Linked DNA regions of Mus musculus: region 2 is linked to region 1. Evidence: chromatin contacts called from public promoter capture Hi-C data. All regions are on one chromosome and are shown on one strand. The core of a region is the stretch at or near the end of the contact, and the rest is flanking DNA. Distances in the headings are between cores, read along the strand shown.

Region 1 (3,191 bases), core at 233-2,732:
GGTGTCTGGGGCGGGAGGCTTGGTACTCCAGGCCGGTCTGGCCCACATAGCAAGGCTCCGTAATAAGTAAAGAAGTAGGTTTATTCAGTTCTCAGTTGAGAAAATTCCAGTCCAGGGCCTTGCTGCTTTTGAGGCCTGTGGCAGGGCAGTAAGTGACACTGGCCGTGTATGCTGCTCACCCCGTGTCCAGGGGGAAGGAGGAGGAGGAGGAGTGTCTTAGTTATTACCTTCATGTTCCTGATACTCTGACAAAAGGAACTTCAGGGAGAGCTTAAAGTGTGGCTACAGTTCCAGAGGGCCACAGCCCATCGTGGTGAGGAAGGCGTGCCGTGGAGACCAGCTCTTCTCGGTAATAAGGGTGTCAAGGAGCTGCTTGTTGCTTGGCACTTGAAAAGGAGCAGAGAAAAGGACCTGAGGCTGGGTTATAATTCCTTAAGGCCCAGCTGTTACCACCCACTTCCTCTGTCTAGACCTAAAGGCCCCACAGCCTCTCAAAAATGGGAGCCCCAGGAGGACATTGGACGCTCAAAGCGTAACCCTGGCCCATCAGTATTGTGTTGTATATATAACCTATTAGAACCAGAAGGAAAGCCAAGGTGAAAACTTTCACTTACATGTGCTTAAAACCCGAAGCCCAAAACCAGTCATATCAGGTTAGGAACTAGACTAGAAACCAAGTTTCCTTTATCTGGGCTAACAAGATGAAAGATAAAAAAACAAGAGACCAAGGACAGAGCAAGTACGTCCCAGCTCACCGAGTGCCTCTCAGATCCTCCCGAGGTCCTGTCTCCCTTGAGCCTTCAGACTTGGCACTTCTCCAAGTGCTATAGCAGCTCCCTGTTTTACCACCGTGGCCTGACCCCGTGTGCCTGGACCATAGTTAATTCTGAGACCAATCTCTGTGTAATTACTATTTACATTAAAAAAAAATAGTTATATGTGTTTGTGTGGATGTGTGCACACCCCAGAGGAGGGGACACATATGGCTCAGTCAAAGATTGGGTCTCTCTTTCTACCCTCATGTGGGTTCCAGGGGTCAAACTCAGATTGTCAGCTTTGTATGGAAGCGTCTTTGCCAGTGTCTGAGCCATCTGGCTGGCCCTGCCCCGTCTTTATAATTACTCCAATACTTCAGAAATACTTGTTAGAGCTGGAAGAGTGGTTACGATCAGTACTTCCTCCTATCCGTTCTCATTCCCTTCGTCATCCATCCTCAACTTCTTCCTCCCCCCTTTGCCCATCCTTTTAGGTAGGCCTGACTAACGGGCTTGTCCCCCTGGCTCTATCCCATCAACTCTCTCACAGCAAATTCGAGGGCTTGGGATACGTTACATCTATCATCTTCATCTTATCAAGGGACTTCCTGAATCCCAAAGTGTTTCTAAACTAGAGAAATATTTCCACACAATCTCATAGCTGTCAGCATGGGATGCCTGGATGGTCCTCTCACTTTGATGCCAAAAATACTGCCCAGCAGCTGACTCGTGCCTCTGACTCCTTGTAGAGCTCATTCATGCTCAGTCTAAAGGATACCCACGCTTTCTCCTTGGCTCCATCAGATCTTTGTGCTTTAACGGCAGGATGCTTAAAGGTTGAAGTCACCAGCTTGCAAAATGAGAAAGTCTTTCCGAGAACACTTTGTTCTCTAGACTGTGGTTTAGAGCGGTCGCTGTCAATGCAGGGCAGCCTCTGACTTCCATACCATTCCTCCGAGACAGTGATAATAGCAGCACCGTCCACCCAGGCTCCGAAAGAGGACTTGAAAAACCCGGGTATGCTTTTTACCGTGCATCTATGCAAAGTCCCTTGGGAAACAGGAAGGAATTTTAGTATTCCTGTTTTTCTATAAAGCTAGAGGTTCAGGAAGACCCAGGCATCCATGTCCTTATATTCAGAAGGCATAAAATACCAACATGTAGGAAGCCTAAATAAAGTTGTACTAACTTTGCAGCATTCCTGTGTGATGTCAAAATAGAAAGTAAAACGGAAGGGACACAGTGCTCGGAGAAGCGAGCAGTACTTTGATTTGTGATCGCTGGGACCCAGGCTACTTCATTTCATGAGGGGACTCAGCTGAGAAGCTGCTGGTGCTGAAGGGTCCCTCTCCTATGTCTCCACAGGTGCAGTGAGCCTGCCACTCGCCCTCACTCGTGGCATACCACCAAATTTGGGGAGACACAGCCTGATGTCAGCATGATGCAGATATCTCAGGGCACAATGGGCCCTCCTTGGCACCAGAGCTACCATTCCAGGTGAGTGGCCACAGCTGGCATCTAAGGGTTTCTCTCTTTCAAAGGTCATGTTTACCCCCAAAATGTCTTTTCTTCATCCTCTTCAAATGCTAACTATGTGGGTGATTCATCCTTACATCACATTCTGAACTAGACTGGGAGACTGGAAATACTTTGATCATGGCTGGTCGTTTGAGATATTTATGGAACCCATTCACAGTCAGCTGTTTCTCAATGCCTATTATAATCCCATATTTGAAAAACTGAAGACTTCCATTCTGGGTGCTTCAATGTCCTGTCTGCACTAGTCAAAAATTGTTCATATTTACAGCTGAATTGGTGATATTCTTATATTTAAATGTTACACTTGATATTTTTTTTCCTCCTTCCATCAAAGCCATCTGCCTAGCATGGCCCTGAAGCAGATAGGAATAGGATAGAGGGTTTTTCAGTGACACATGATGAAATTGACATTGATCTCATGTGACCCCTTCATTTCCCTCTTCTGCATGCAGCACCACTTGAACACATAAGTATTTTGCAGAACAGGAAGTTGAACGGTGCAAAGATTAATCCAAGTATGGACAGCTGATCAGTATGTGAGTCAGGACAGATCTGAGCCAGGTGCCACAGTATGTGCACATAGCTGCTGGGTTACACTTCTGCTTCCTAGTCACCCTGGTGCTAGTTAAGGTTGTTAAAGAATGAACAGAGCCACCCTGAATGTGGCAAACAGAGGGCTCTCTTCTCGAAATCGGGCCTCACGCATCTGAGAGGAACTGGGGAAAGGGGATCCAAACCCAGACACTCAGACATACTGAAGAACAAGCTGAGTCCGGATTCCCCACACCAGCTGTGTGTTCAAGGTCGCATCCATTTGACCCTGAGAACTCAGGGTCCACACAGTATTACCACTTGAGTCAGACAGAGACAGGGCAATGACAGGGAGGTGGAAGGACA
Region 2 (3,191 bases), core at 359-2,858, 220 kb after region 1:
GAAGGGGTATGCTTGCTCTCAAGGCCAGGATTATCTTTTGCTGCTATGAGGCAGGCTGCTCTGCCATAGTTTTGGCACATCAAGAATGTCCCAGTGTGTTTATAGATTTGGGACATATTGGCATTCTTGAGACGTTATCTGCCTCTGACCTGGCCAGCCAGAAGGAGACAGGAAGAGGGGTCTTGGAGAGTTTCCTGTTATGTTTAAGTCTTGTTTAAGGGCTTCCTTGCTCTTTCTGCCCCCATAGGTGAGGGCAAGGGGCAAGGACCAGCGGAGCCTTGCTGCCTCGCTAGAACCAGAATAGTTTACTCCACCTTTGGGAGGTGCCATGAACTTTAAGGTCACCAACCTGAAAGTCATGGGTAATCCATTCCACTGTGTAAGAATGATCAGAGAAGAAAATGGCTTAGAATAGTTTTTCCCTTTGACAACTGGTCTCACTGTAATTTTTGATGCCTAGCAGTACAGGAATAAAGTGAGCAGCAGGAGGAATGCTCCCTCAAAGGGAATTAAGTTAAAGCTGCTTGGTTCTCCCCAGCTCCTGCAGCCTGGAGAACTGGCCACACACAAAGTAACAGGGTTCCGTGCTTAGCCCTGAAAGTAACAGACGGTAGTTAAGTTAGGTGTAAGCTTTATCTTTCTGGCTGACTGCAGAAGTGGAAGGGGTTGAGGGACCTTGGAACTTGTTTCAAGGATACAAGGGCTGAAGAGCTGTCTGGCCTCTGGTCCCCCCCCCCCCCCCCCCCCCCAGGAAACTGTTTCTTTGTTTCTTTCCCATAATGAAACTTTAGCCTAAGGAAATAGGTCTCCAAGAGAACATGTCTTTTGTTTGTTTATAATGATGTAATTTCTCCTCCCTCCTTTTTCCCTATTCCCCCCTCAGGTCCTTTCTCTTCCTGGACTTTACTTAAAACAAACAAACCCCCAAATGCATGCCACTTTCCTTTTATTGATGGGTTTTTATTTTGTTAGTGATGTCACCTATGCTCGATGCACAGAGATTTCAGGCTTGGCTGTGAAGGTAAAGGGATACTCAGTTTGAGCTCGGGCTGCTGGCACCCACAGCCGGGGGATGACTAGGCAGGGCTCTGTAGAAGAGCAATTGGAAATATTTGACAAACTGTTGAAGTGTGTGGGGAGAGACCAGGGTGGGACTGGAGGTTGAAAGTAGTGTGTCATCGAAGAAATGCTAAAGGAAATTCAGAGTAAATGTGGTTTTCCGGGGAGAGCACAGGGTGGGGGTGAAGGTTAGGCAGAACCTTGGAAGAAGCAGCAAAGGAGGCCTGGGGTACAAAGAAAACAAAGGACTCAAAATCCAATTCTGAAAGGGTCCCGGCCATGCCTCGCCTCCCCCAAGCATGGACACTCATCAAGCATAAGAGGCAAGAGAGGGAATCAAAGGAGAGCAGGAACCAACTTGGACTGCTCCTCAGAGGAGGCAGAGACAGCCCTGACTCAGAAACAAGGAGACAAGGGCACACTGGGGGTGGCTTTTCCTCCCAAAGGGATAAGAAGTTGCCGGGGAGAGCCTAACCCTCCAACCTGCCCCAGTGTCAGGAAACCCCAAGGCTTACCCCGAGACATGATGGGTGGACCTCTGTGGGCCACCCACTTCCCCACAGGGTGGGGCTCAGCATAAGACAAGTAGGAACTGAAAAGGGTGTGCAGTTCTTGGGTCTCTCCCTCCTCTTTTTTAAAGAGCCACTGTCCTCGGTTTACTGTGTTCTGTGTTTATGACATCATGAAGTGGCTACCCAGTATATACTTTGCATCAACTAGTTCATTCGCCTGCCACTGTAGCTCTCCGATTAATTTTAGACTCTTGTAGCCCAGGCTTGTCTGGAACTTGTGTAGCTGAGACTGGCCTTGTATGCTTGCCTTTCTTTCTCCTTGCCTCTAAGTACTGGGACTAGAAGCGTGTACCAGGGTCTATTCAAGGTATTGTTTTTGCATCTGACTTATTTATGGGAGAAACACAGAACAATTTTGGTGACCTGTCCAAGGCCATGGAGCTAGTTACTTGGTGACTAGAATGCTTACTTTGGGTCTCAGACACTGTGGCCTAAATCCATGATTCTCCTACACAACTATCTCAAAATAACAAGCACGAGTATTGTTATGTAATCTATGCCTATATTTCGAAATTGAGAAACAAAGAATCTTATCAGTCACTATCTATTGCATGAGAATTTTTCAATTCTCATTTTAACTTGGAGACTTATTCCACCTTTTATTTTTTTAAATACCTGTAGAGCGACTGTTTACATTCCACTAATGGGTAAAGATCACATCATTGAAGGACAAACTAGTGAGCAGTTATTTAGAAGCTCCATGTAGGAATGCATGTTTGTGGTCCCAGTACTTGGAAGCTGAGGCAGGAACGCTACAAGTTTGAGGCTGGCAAGAGAGCAAGTGCAAGGCTAGCTACACATCAGGACTCTGCCTTAAAACACCTAAGCAAGGGACTGGGGTGATAGCACACTCAAGATTAAAACATACATCAAAGAGCCAAGGGTGGTGAGACAAGCCTGCAATTCCAGCTCTGGGGAGGGAGAGGCTGGAGGGTCCTGAGTCTCAGTGGCCAGCTAACCTGGCCTACGTGCCAAGTCCCAAACCAGTAGGAGATTCTGTCACCACCCCCCAACCCCCAAAAAGGAAATGGCTCTTGAGGGACAATGTCTGAGGCTGACCTCTAGCCTCCATGTACAGACAGACACACAGATAAGCAGAGACACACCAACACATAGTCATGCTTGTCCTGTTTCACTGTGCCCCCCTCCCCCCAGCCTCTTCTTCCCCTCCTATCCTAAACAATACAAAACCAGTTTGCTGATTGTTTCAGTCTTGGTCACGACTCTGCTCTCTGCCACGCTCCTCAGGACGTCCCTTGGCAGCCTTATTGTAAGGATTTGTAATGCCCTGTTGGGGCTTTTAGTTGATTTGTGGCTCTGGGATCTGGGTATTCAAAGACTTTTATTTTCATACAACTGAATGGTTCACCAGAGAGTATTTCTCAGGAGACCTTGTGTTTCTAATGGATCTGTCTTTCTCTTTGCTGCTAAAATGAAGTCCCTCTGATCGGGTCCCCTGGAGACTGAAAGGGTTAATGCCTTTTCCCACTGTAAGCCCCACTGCTTACTTTCTGGGGGATGTGTTTCTGATAGCTGTTACTGACTTTCATAGCCAGTTAA

Evidence for each region. Capture Hi-C pulls out chosen DNA fragments and counts their contacts.
Region 2: a contact with region 1 is called in a promoter capture Hi-C map of adipose tissue. The contact joins two enhancer-like sites. A contact is called at or near these places in 2 of 484 Hi-C or Micro-C datasets (cranial neural crest and urothelial organoids) and 1 of 9 other capture datasets (adipose tissue).

What each region holds. Positions count from the first base shown.
Region 1 is chr5:92,931,634-92,934,824 of GRCm38.p6, forward strand. Shroom3 (shroom family member 3) reads left to right here. Exons shown (of 11, transcript NM_015756.2): 4 at 2,121-2,252. Among named protein-coding and RNA genes, the nearest start is that of Gm36764, 76 kb to the right of the region's middle. Within about 2 kb of position 1,483, at least 52 of the 459 cell types and tissues checked have an H3K27ac peak or open chromatin away from gene starts, as enhancers often do. A contact at or near this core is called in adipose tissue, where this site is marked.
Region 2 is chr5:93,151,048-93,154,238 of GRCm38.p6, forward strand. The region is part of intron 3 of Septin11 (septin 11); the gene reads left to right. Among named protein-coding and RNA genes, the nearest start is that of Ccni, 54 kb to the right of the region's middle. Within about 2 kb of position 1,609, at least 163 of the 459 cell types and tissues checked have an H3K27ac peak or open chromatin away from gene starts, as enhancers often do. A contact at or near this core is called in adipose tissue, where this site is marked.